Linked DNA regions of Gossypium raimondii: region 1 is linked to region 2. A link is a contact called in public Hi-C data. All regions are on one chromosome and are shown on one strand. Each heading gives the region's core, a stretch centred on a gene start, on an enhancer-like site or on the middle of the called end of the contact. The rest is flanking DNA. Distances are from core to core; before and after follow the strand shown.

The links. Hi-C and Micro-C count contacts between places; a contact is called where the count stands out from the background.
Region 1: a Hi-C map of leaf shows a contact between it and region 2, with 4 times the contacts expected there. The contact joins the promoter of LOC105767243 here to the enhancer-like site in region 2. A contact is called at or near these places in 2 of 2 Hi-C or Micro-C datasets (both in leaf).

The regions. Positions count from the first base shown.
Region 1 is chr13:22,900,706-22,906,586 of ASM2569854v1, forward strand. It overlaps LOC105767243 (acyl-coenzyme A oxidase 4, peroxisomal), which reads left to right and starts at 2,749. Exons shown (of 13, transcript XM_012586750.2): 1 at 2,749-2,911; 2 at 3,262-3,354; 3 at 3,536-3,642; 4 at 3,772-3,849; 5 at 3,947-4,067; 6 at 4,203-4,276; 7 at 4,382-4,441; 8 at 4,561-4,670; 9 at 5,127-5,286; 10 at 5,475-5,551; 11 at 5,639-5,810. The coding sequence starts at 2,887.
Region 2 is chr13:22,783,531-22,789,849 of ASM2569854v1, forward strand. LOC105767251 (ankyrin repeat protein SKIP35) reads left to right here. Exons shown (of 4, transcript XM_012586767.2): 3 at 775-1,207; 4 at 2,586-3,740. The coding sequence ends at 3,392. Among protein-coding and RNA genes, the nearest start is that of LOC105767251, 5.0 kb to the left of the region's middle. Within about 2 kb of position 2,746, the one cell type or tissue checked has open chromatin away from gene starts, as enhancers often do. A contact at or near this core is called in leaf, where this site is marked.

The DNA.
Region 1 (5,881 bases), core at 1,499-3,998, 120 kb after region 2:
CAATGCATATATACTCATTTAAGCATACATCACATAACACAGATATATATTTCCATAGTTTTAAAAGACAAGATAGATTGCCACTTGAGTTATGAAACATATAGTGAGCTCTATCATCACTCATTAGATACACGGATCTTCGTTACACCACATAGACTCAAAGAGACAACAGGTCTCAAAAGTAAAACGTATAGCTAACACTCTCCTTATTTCCCCTAACTTGTCTCGTTGAATGGAGCTTAGCTCTCATTCCCTTATCCCTCCAAACATGTCCCAGGGCCTCAATGCCCAAAACCACTATACATATAAGTGAGTACCCACAATCCTATGGCATGCTAACTATATCCTATGGTTCCAAGATCACAAGGCCAAAATATCTAAAAACAACACATATTACTTACCGATTATTTGTGCACTAACACTGCATATTAGCATCTTTTGCAAAACACTAGCATAGTCATATAACATATGTATTACACATTTATTACATGTATATAATTGCACTTTACAAAATAATCACCATATCCACTTATCACATATCATGCATATTATATAACCACATAACCACAAGACAAGTATAGTTTCAAGAAAGCTTATCCCATACACACGACTCATGTTTACGAGTAGCAATCCCATACACTCATCACTTTGCTTTTATCGAAAATCGAAAGCTCAACTAACACTTTACTAGCTTGTAGCAAGCTCTAACAAATCTGAAGCTTTACACACATGCATCATACAATAACCATAGTCAAATATCAACCAAGAATCCACTCAAACCAACTAAAACACAAGCTTTAAGCTAAGTTCTTATGTAACTTAAACTATTAACACAACAAACTTTATATACTAATATATTCATCTATACTCAACCTTTTTGCATAAAATCAGTTATGTTCATCTACTTAATCATCTACGCCTAACTCGTAACCTTCAAACTAGACAAATCTACTCAATTCATGGTATCGACATTTTTCGACATCTTTTAGGTAATTTTCACAAAATTCATTAGAACATGAGAAATCTTTAACAAAACTTCAAGATAGGTTTTAAAACCTTCTAATCATGCTAAAACAAGTTGAAAAAAACTTTTAAACCAAGTTTTGACTCAAAATCCCGAAATTCACCATTAATGGCTCGATTTTTAGCTTTTATTTAAAGCATATGATTTTAGGGTTAATAATTTAGTTTTAGAGTCTAGATGACATTAGAAACCAATAAATACATGAATGATTACCTTTATTGAAAGAATGAATGAGTTTTGACGTAAATCCAAAAACCCCACGTTTGAAGAATACGGTGAAATCTATGGCATTTTTTAGCGTTTTTCTTGGAGATTTATGATGGAAAATGACTTGGGAATGATAAGAAATCAAGGTATTGTGATTTGGGGATAAAAATCAATGGAATGGTGAGGGAAAGAACAAGGGGCGGCAACTACAAACTTGAAGAACAACTATCGCAAGTTTAGGCTGAAAGTAAAGGTTTTTAGGTTCAATTTTAAAAACTGGTTTAATTGCCACATAAATGCTCACTGTTTTAACTATGTTACAAATTAGTTCTTTCTCTAAAATTAAGGGTTTCTAGAACACTTTTTCAAAATTTGGTTTGACACTTAAGATGCCAGAGTCGAAAACATTACCAAGTACCAACATTACAAATTTTCGAGCTTGTCTAGGCCAAAATTCCTAAAATACTCCTAAAACTCCTAGGCCCTATTTTGGGGTGTTATAGGTCGACCCAAAGGTCCGCCCGAAAAGTGGGATGGTTTGGGTAAAAATATAGGCCCGAAAAATGGATATGGGCAAAAAAAGGTCCATTTAGAAAATGAGCCGAGCCTCGAGTAAGGTTTTTTTGGCCTGGGCCCAGCCCAGTTCGAATATGCAAAAAAAAAAATATTGCAATTTTTTTGCTATTTTTTTAACTTTTTTTTTCTATTTTCTTTTTTTTTCACTATTTTGCTACAATTTCACTATTATGTTGCTACTATTTTGTTGTTATTGTATAATTCTTGTTGTTATTGTTAATTTTGTTACTATTTTAGAGGCATTTACTTGTTAAGTTGCACCTATCTTAGTGTTATTTAAGTATATATATATATATTTAAATTTGTTGGGAAATATTTATTTTAATATTTTAGTATTTTTGATATATTATATATATTAAAAATATATATAAATAATATAAAAAATAATATGGGTCGAGCCAAGTCCAGGTTTTAATATTTTTATTCGGACTGAGCTTGAGCAAAATTTTAGGCCCATTTTTTGGGCCAAGCTAGGTCTGGGCCTAAAATTTTGGTTGTGCCCGGCCCGGCCTATAAGCACCTCTAGTATGAAACCGTAATTTTATGTTATTCCTATCCTTCTCCCTCTCCAATAGGAGAATAACAAATCATATTTTTTCTCTTGATTTTTAGATTTTTTCTCCTGAAAAAAATTTAAATCCAGCTAAAAATGCTAAAAATTAAGAGAAAAAATCTAATTTATTATTATCCTATTAGAAAAAGATAAAATCACAATTTCATTCAATCATTTCTTACCAGAAGATGAATTACATGTCAAACTTATTTTCAAATTTTTATTTGTTGGTGCTATCATTACTATTATAATATATTAATTAGGATTGACCCCAACCACACCTGGTGGGAGCCAGCCTTTGATCATTTACTTGTATTACCATTCAACCTAAATTGCGTGCTAATTCTACTTTCACATTTAGTAATAGGGACCCTACCGCCAACTTTATCGTTATCCATGTGCCAACATAAAGAAACAATATAAAACCTCTATCTTTTATCATGCTTCTACCTGGCCTTTCTTTTCCTCCATTTTCCTTCTATTTTGTTTCTATCAGTATAATAAAGGAACTTGTCAGTCCATCACCATGATACTTCCATCCAAGTTTCAAGGTTCGTTTTATCTGCAAGTTGATTTTCAAAATTTTGTCTTTTCCTTTTTTCCTTTTTGGTATTCGATCTTAATTTTCCCCCCAAATGATAGAACTAACTAAGCACTTGACAATTTTTAAGAAACTTAATACTAGCGACTCTATGTTAATTATAGCAAGAAAATTTTATGAAAGTTTGGAGCTTTACATATTATTTCTGGATGAATTCAGGGAAGAATAGAATTCAAAGAAGAAAAAACTTTATATTTTTATTAGCTGTTTTCTTACAGTGACAGCTTCAACGTTGTTGTGTTTGCGATTATTGTGTTGTTTGGCTTTAGTCAAAGATTTGTTGTCTTTGATGTCTCACAGATGAAACTGAAAAAAGTGACAAACCTTCACCACCTTTGGATGTTTCGGTTGCATTCCCTCAAGCATCTCCAGCATCTGTTTTTCCTCCGTCTGGTATGAATTTTATAGCTCTTCTAAAATCTTGTATTTTTTTCATTAATGCATCTCAACTTGATAAAATATTGGTTCTGGAGTGCTAAATCTTTTTATAGATTTTGACTATGTGTTGTTATCAAATGGGAAACCTTGAGTTCTAATTATATGCGTGTTTTGCTTTTGGGAAAAATAAATACAGTTTCTGATTATTATCGATTTGATGATCTATTGAGTCCTGAGGAGAAGACTCTCCGAATGAAAGTAAGAGAGTTTATGGAAAAAGAAGTAGCTCCTATAATGGCGGAGGTATCTTTCAGATGCTGTTCATGATTGGTCTAACAACTTGGATTGATGATTTTTAGGGTTAATTGCTTTTTATCATTGTTTTTACTTACACATTTACCAAGAAAGAAACTGATCTGAAAATTTTCCCAGTATTGGGAGAAGGCAGAGTTTCCATTCCAAATTCTTCCAAAACTTGCTGATCTTGGAATTGCTGGCTTTAATACCGAGGTTATTCCTACATTAAATTTTTTGTTTTTAACTTATCTCCTTCTTTCTTGAAGTGTAACTCAAGTGAGTATGATGTTTGGTTATCTATGATTTGCAGGGTTATGGATCCCCTGGTCTCTCCATCACTACTAGTGCTATTGCAAATGCAGAGATTGCTAGAGTTGATGCAAGTTGCTCTACATTTTTATTGGTGCATTCTGTAGGCATGCTTACAATTGGTGAGATTTATGAAACAACTTTCCTTTCTGTTTTACATATTAATTAATGGCATGTGTATATTTATTTATTTTTTCTTAGAGAAGATAACTGATAAATATGACCTTTGCATAAATTGCCTGGACCATCAAGAACAGCATCATGTGGGTCAGAGGAACAGAAGCAGAAGTATTTACCTTCTTTGGCACAGTTAAAGACGATAGCTTGTTGGGTAGTATTTCTTTCTGGAATAACATTTTGGGAGGCTTTAATTTCATTTTTCAGCTTTAACTCTGAAGGATTTTTTAAAAAAAAATATGTATCATTTTATCTTTAGGCTTTGACTGAGCCTGAATATGGAAGTGATGCTAGTGCTGTTAATACAACTGCAAGAAAGGTCTGCCCTCAACCTTGTTTATTGGTTTTCGATTGTCTTTTTTAGTATAGCTTATTATACTGCTAAACATTCTAAAATTTGTGCTTGTATCATGTTTGCTATCATATAAAAAATTTCAGGTAGAGGGAGGTTGGATAATTGACGGACAAAAACGCTGGATAGGAAACAGTACTTTTGCTGATGTGTTGGTTATTTTTGCCAGGAATATCACAACCAATCAGATAAATGGGTAAATGAAATAGTATGTAAGAAAGACATTGAAAAGAATTTAGCATTTGGTCGTAAACACAAGCGCCATCTAATAGTCAATAAATACACATGCTTGTATGTTCACTAGAAACTAGGAAGTATTTACAAACATAGAATGAAAAGCCAAATCAACATTTCAGTTGAGAATTTTTACTCAAGTACCATTAAGGGCTTAATGATCTTGAAGAGGTGGAAATGTTCAAATCTGGTTATCATTTCAAGAAGGGGCGAGAAAGATATTTAGGACTTTTTGTCCATTTTGAATTTACGTTAGGATTTTAAAGAACATAAATGGAAGTCATAATTTTCAAAGTTTACATTATTGTAACCAAGCAGAGAGAGAAGCAATAACAATGCAAATAAAAAGGTGGCTAGATTCAGTATTCATTGCATTCTCCTTTTCCTTAAAATGGGATGCTTCTGCCATCTGTTTCAGATATATTGTTAAGAAGAATTCCCCTGGACTGAAAGCTACAAAAATAGCAAACAAGATTGGAGTGCGAATTGTGCAAAATGGTGATATTCTCTTAAAGAATGTCTTTGTTCCTGATGAGGACCGATTACCTGGTCTAAACTCATTTCTAGATACAAACAAGGTATGTTCAAATAGCCTGTTTGAGATAATGATAGCATCTCAGCTCATATTTCTGCTTGCTAATTGGTTGATAATCTATGGTCAGTGGTAGGATTTAACCTTTTTTTTTTATATTGGTGCCTTTCAATATATCCTGCGGGATTTTATGCTTTATTCATGAAAATGTGATCTGTCACCATGGAAAAGCAGGTACTGGCTGTTTCACGAGTAATGGTTGCATGGCAACCTATTGGCATATCAATGGGTGTCTATGACATGTGTTTGAGGTATTGCAATGGGTGCTGTTATTCTCAATTTGAAGAATGACATATCAAGCATGTAAGGTGACCTGTTTTGCATTTGCTTTGATGTAGGTATCTGAAGGAGAGGAAACAGTTTGGAGCTCCATTGGCAGCATTTCAACTTAACCAACAGAAACTTTCTCTAATGCTAGGTGATATTCAAGCAATGACCCTTGTTGGTTGGCGCCTTTGCAAATTGTATGATAAGGGTAAAATGACTCCTGGTCATGCTAGCTTGGGAAAGGTATAAACATTTTAAGATATGTAAAACCTGTGATTTCATACGAGGTTTCACTCTGAGTTAGTTAAGCCCTG
Region 2 (6,319 bases), core at 1,496-3,995:
CTTTGTAATCATTTATATGTTTATGTATTAGATAAAATTGTTTTTGTAAGGCTTTACATCTGTTGGATATGTCTGTTATGATTTTGTGTTATATTTTAAATATTGGAATATTCACTGGTAAGGCATTAAGTCTGTCAATGGCTTCATGCATGCTGTTTGATATGCATGTTACTCTTTGCCAGTTTTATGTATGATCACGCATAACAATCAGGTAACTGTACATTTTTTGTTGCATTAGACTCACTGCACTTATGTTCATCATATAAGAGAATCCTAACTATTGTGCATTTCTCCCTGCTTCTGGCTTAGATAGTTTCTGAGAACTGAAGTAGAAGTTATTTTCTGTTTTTCTGTAAATCTGATTGAATGAACCTTCACACCTTTTTTCCCATGAAGTAAGGTTTGAATTCAACCAAAAAAAGTGGCTTTGAATTAGTTATTGAACTTGGAGTGTTTATGTGTGTGGCTTGTAGTATATTGGAGAGTGGGCCTACTTAAGATAGGTCTAATGAAAGATGCATATAATGTATGCAGCCTGTTTTATGTCATTGATTTCACTATTTTGGAAAAAATAATCTGAAATGAACTTATTAAAAGTTACTGCTTGAATGTTTTCCTCATGCCATATGATACTCTTTGTGAGTGTCTTCTATAAAATCTGCTTCAGGAAAAAAATGGAGTTTACCATTGCTTTTTCCTTACTTTTTGTAGAAGACCTTGCCTAATTGGTTATTCATTCCGTATGTGCCAATTTTTTGTATTGGTTCTCATTAGGTTGCACGAGCGCCTACAAGAATGCCATGGGGATGAGGTCTTGAAGGCAGAAGCTGGTGCCAAGGTGCAAAAGTTCACCGAATGGGCTTTGAAATGTATAGGTTCCCATTCTCGCTGTCAGGGGAGCAACGATAGAGTGAATCATTGCTCAGCTATTGAAATACAACTCCAGTTAACTGCGTTTAAGACTTTCCTAGATCTTGCTGGCAACCAACTTACGGGAAAGGATTTTACAGAAGCATTTGATGCAGCTTGCTTTCCTCTTACACTCTTCTCTAGCTCATTTGATGCTGGCTGGGCTTCTGGGATCTCAGCTACGGTGATCCAAGGTTTGTTGGATATGTTGGTGGAGGGGGGTGCAGACAATGTCAACCAGTGTTTCCTTGAAGCCTCTCGATTCGGCAGTACAGAACTTGTTCGCATTTTATTGCAGGTGTGTATTATTTCTTTGGAATGGGATTTGACATTTTCTCATTTATTGGCTGTGTATGTTTATGTAGCATTTTTCAAGAACCAAGGTTTTGCTCTTTGGCAAAGGAATGAGTTGAAACTAATTCTTCAAATTAATTTGTCAAAGGAAGCGTGCATAACTTTTTGGCTATATAAAAAATTAATTGGTTAAGATTCGTTTAATATTGCAATAGGATTAAGGGTAATTAAGTCAATCAGGCAGGTTGCACTTCCTAAAATTGTTTTTTGGTCAGCCTACATGTTTTCTTGTTATTATTTCAATGAGCAATTTTCTTGTTGTTATGGGGTCTTAAGTGGAATATGGAATGAAATATCAAACATGTTTTTGAGGAACTACAACAAGAGCTCAAAATCAAAATGATAAATGCATGCATGTCTCTATATGTGCATGTGTATTTGTGATTCTGTGCCTACTTTTAAGTTCTGCCAGTGGCATGCATCCATATGTTAATCCTCTTGGGAGAGAGATGCACAATCCCAACATTTTCAAGTTACTTGTTTGCAATTTCTTAATTCTTTGTTGAAGATGCCTTGACATTATTCAAGGTGTCTGTGAGAGATTGTGTGGCCATGAAACATTATTCAAGATTTGTTTAAACAAGTAGGGTGAAAGAAAATAGTGCTACTGTGTATATGCTGAACACAGAAAATCATTATGTTAGAAAATTTCCAATTTAGGCTTTAAAGTGAACATAATCTCATTCTACTTGGTGATTGATTCTTACACTCTATCTTGTCCTTGGATGGAACGGGTTTCTTAGTTATTTTTGAACAAAATCTCACTCTGCACATTTTAGTTATGGTTACTTGTAGTCGTAGAATTATTTGGTGTTCTTGCATGTAAACTAATTTCTATTTGGAGATATGAGGGGTAGTCAAGTGGTAGTTATTCCTTACATAATCAGACGTTTCCAAGAGTAAACATGGTCTGAACTAGTTATGTCATAACATTCCTTTTTATTCCTAGACTGCATAAGATTGATACTCTCTCTCTCACAAATGTGGTGAGGGAATCCAAGCATTTAGATTGGGAAAATATGCAAGTGATGGAAAGCCCTGTGGGAAAATGTAATGGCTTTTTCTTGTTTAGACGTAAGTGAGCCTAACAGATTCCACGGAAAAACTCAAATTGAGGAACCGAAGCTAGAATCACACCCTAATCAGATTTATATTTTTTCTTGTAACAATGGAAATTGAGGTGTGCTTTCACTTTTGCTATAAGAGAAGGGCTTCTTTTCTTATTTTTTTTAAAAGAAAAGATTATTATTATCATTATTTTATTGTTTACTGACATTTCCTTAATAATTCTTGTTTGGTTATTTGGCATTTTTCTGGTCTAGATTGCCCAACGGAATAGCTTGGATGTTGATGTTGATCTTGCCTTGGGTTTTGCCTCGCATTACTGCAAGATTGGGACAATGGAGTGTCTAGTGGAAGAGGGTAATGCTATGGCGTTTTTGGGCCCTTTAATGAGAGCAGCTGAAAGAGGATGCATGCAGGTTGTCCGGTGGTTTGTTAAAAGAGGTTGTCGAGACATGGAGCTCTGTCTGGCCCTCACTGCCGCTACTTCCAGCAGCCAAGTTGGTGTGGCTGCATATCTCCTCCCCCATGTTCCTAAGCATGTCCTAACGGCCCTCAGCATCGAAATTCTTAAGGCTGCGGGTGAACGAAGTGGGGGATCTCTTGATGGTGTTGCGTTTCTCCTCCACTCTGACTTCTTAGGTGATGCTGCTGCTACTTATGCTGTTGCAGACAGCATTGCAAAGTCTGATGATGAGGCTGTTGCTCCTGAGCTGAGAGCATTTGTTCAAGAACACTGGTCAGAGGCAGCTTTCTTGGATGGATTAAAGCAAGGGCAAGAACATTACATGAAGCTGATGAGGATTTTGAAGAGGGGGGAATCTCCAATTTGCTTAAGGGATCTGCCAGCTCCTTTGAGGGTTGGAATTGCATACATGCCACTGTACAGGGAATGTGTTGAGGTGGGGGGTCGTCTGTTATCGCAAAGGCTGAGGGGGCAGCTTGTTGAAGCTGTTCGAATGCTTGGAGGTGGGTCATTAGAAGAGGTAAGTCAAGGCAGAGAGCTTCTAGCTACTTTGGAACATCACCTTCCTCCATTTTTGGTTCGTGCTCCCAGTGTTGGTTAGACCTCTTGGATTTTCGCATGCCCTTGACCCTATGTGCCATACGTAATAATATCATTTTAGCAGTTGGTACGTCACAAAGCTTCTAAGTTTGTCAAATTTCCTTCCATCGTGTGATTTGCAGCGCTTCTTCTATGGCACGTATATCATAATATAGTAGGTATAGATATGTTGTTCATCTATAATGCAAGACAGAGAGCAACTATTTTCGCAAAAAGGGTTGATATACTATGATGGGATTGTATTATTATCGTTATATATGTAATCCTAAAGTACTGTAATGTACTGATATCTCCACCTGCACAAGAGTTTTTGTGAACCAGAAATAAAAACCTCTTTTCACCAGTACAAGTAGGCTCGCGTCAGCTCACGATTAGGGCTCTATCAGTTAAAGAATTAACATGGTAGAAATAAAAAGTAATCGAGGCGTTGGAAAAGTATTAAAGGTTGAGCATCTGAGGTATGAAGAATATTAACGTGATGTTGAAAAGCAGCGACCACTCGTTTATCATTCAATAGCCAAGTAAATTCAAGCTGCGAGCACTTCCCAAGCAAACATGGCGGCAACCCTATATTTAGACCTTTGCTTGGAGTATTTCTCAAGCTAGCCATACATTGTAGATGCAAAATTTTAGTCAAATAAGACATGAAAAATTGGAAACATACAATGAATTTCACAAAAAAATTGTACTTGGGTGTTGAATGAAAAGAAACCTTTTGATTATTTTTTCAACAAAATTTGATCCAAAATTATCTAGGATGGATGCAATCTGCTTCATGAACCATTGAGATTTTAAAGAAATGGTTTGATATCCTATTGAGATATTGAACATGTTTGATATCCTTTGTATTCATGGAAGCAAATTGGAGAAAGCCTTTTCTAAAACTTTCCAAAACGGATAACTCCGCTTTGTGCACCTTCTAAAGATTTTATCAAGAAGAGAAAGGTTTTTTTTTTTTTTGGTTGAATGAGATTGGAGAGTGGATGACAATTCTTCAAAACATTATTAGAGTTCCTACAAAATTTCTCCAAATTCATTGGGGCTTCAATCTTCAAATCTTCTCCTCAAGTCTTCTGATATTCTGCAAAGATTTTAGAGTTTTGGTTTCTCCAAAAGAAAGTTCAACAATGATTTATCTCTTTCATATCTCATTATTAATTATATTAATTCCTACCAAGATGCAGCAGTTAAGTAGTGCAATTCGTAAGAATGAGGCATTGTAGCTTGGCAAGGGACACGTAACAAATAACAAATTCTTTCATTTTCAAATATCTATTGGGAAATAAAAATAAAAATAAAATTGTATCCCTGGGGGGTTGCAGTTCTAGACCCCAATTTACAAAGTAATATCCCTAACGTTAGAAGGCATGAAAGCCAAAAACATTAGCACGGTTAAAATGGCAATGGGAAGCAGTAGCAGCATGAAAGGTGGGGGAGGTAACGGTGGAAGTATTAAGGGAAGGATGAGCAAGGATGCTGTTAGACATATTAGCAGAAGCAGAGATTCCAAGCTGAAGTATTTCGCCTGTAATGATTTTCTACCACCTCCTTGTAATCCTTCATATTCCCCTTTCTTTCTCTCTACAGCCGACTTACCAACTCTCATATTTGAGTATGAATCTGCACACCTTCAACAATTCCTCTTTATTTGACACCCCAGATCAAACCCCTTCTTTAGCCAGCCCCTATAGACTGGATACTCTCTTTGAAATGCGAAGTCAATGTAGAATCGGAAATGTGACCATGTTTAGGCAAACAGCAGCAGAGAAAGGATTGAAGATGAATATGTAGTTAGTGATTGCATAGCCCTTTCATCCCAAAGAATATGCTCCCCAATTGCATCACCCAAAACCCAGTTTCTTTAAACCAATAGAAAGGATGCTTTATCGCACGATGCGATTCAAGCACCACTAAGATTCTGCAATGCAGTCCAGATCAGGCAAGTAAAGGATGCTCAAGTTTCAGGTGAGACGCAATTACTCTTGGACTGACAGCCAGGCTCAACAATTGGCTCACTTTCTTCAGATTTGAAGCATCTACAAATGCAAAATTACGTATCAATCGGACTTCAAATTATGGGATATGAAACGCCGTTTCCAATGATGCACCTGCAGCTTCATTCCGGCATTTAAATCGATTCAAGACCAAGACAAAGGCATTCAAAAGCTACGGAAATGAACAACATTAAGGTAATGGAACCACACTAAACTAAAATATTAGAATAGAAAAGGAATCATTTTGACCAGACTTCAATAAATAGGATATATAGGTTAAGTAAATTACAAACCACTCTTGAGATTGAGGTTTGGTAATTGGGTAAAAGAATAAGAAAAAAAAAAAAAACTAAGAAATGAGATCTAGAGACTTCGAAAACAAGATCTAGCTACTTGGAGAGAAATACAAAATAAATAAGAAAAAAAGAACGAATTTCATTTTTAAGATGATAGTCTATAATTAATAGCCAATGAAGGGAGAAGATAGATAGATACCTTTTAAGATGAAAGTGGCGGTAAGAATGAGAAGAAAGAAAGGGAGAGGGCCTCTGCTGATCTCAATATCTAACACAGCAACAGGAATATGGCATGTAAGGTAACTCCATCTGCAATAAATTTCTTTTCGTTTTCATTTTTATCTTTTACCCCTTTTAAAGAAGAATGAGAAGGGAAGCAAGGAATTTAGGGGGTAGCGGAAAAGGAAGGATGCGTGAATCTATAGATATTAATTTGGAATAAATGGGATTTTGGGTTTGGGTTTAACAAGTGATCTTTTCTCTTTTCCCTCACTTTTTTTCTGTTTCCATCTCCTTTGTCCTGTTTAAGTTAATATTCTTTCTTTGTTCATGTGTAATGTGTTGTTGGTCGATCGGTAAGAACAAAATTCAATTCAATAACAATAGTACCAAGGAATTATATACATTATAGAGAGAGA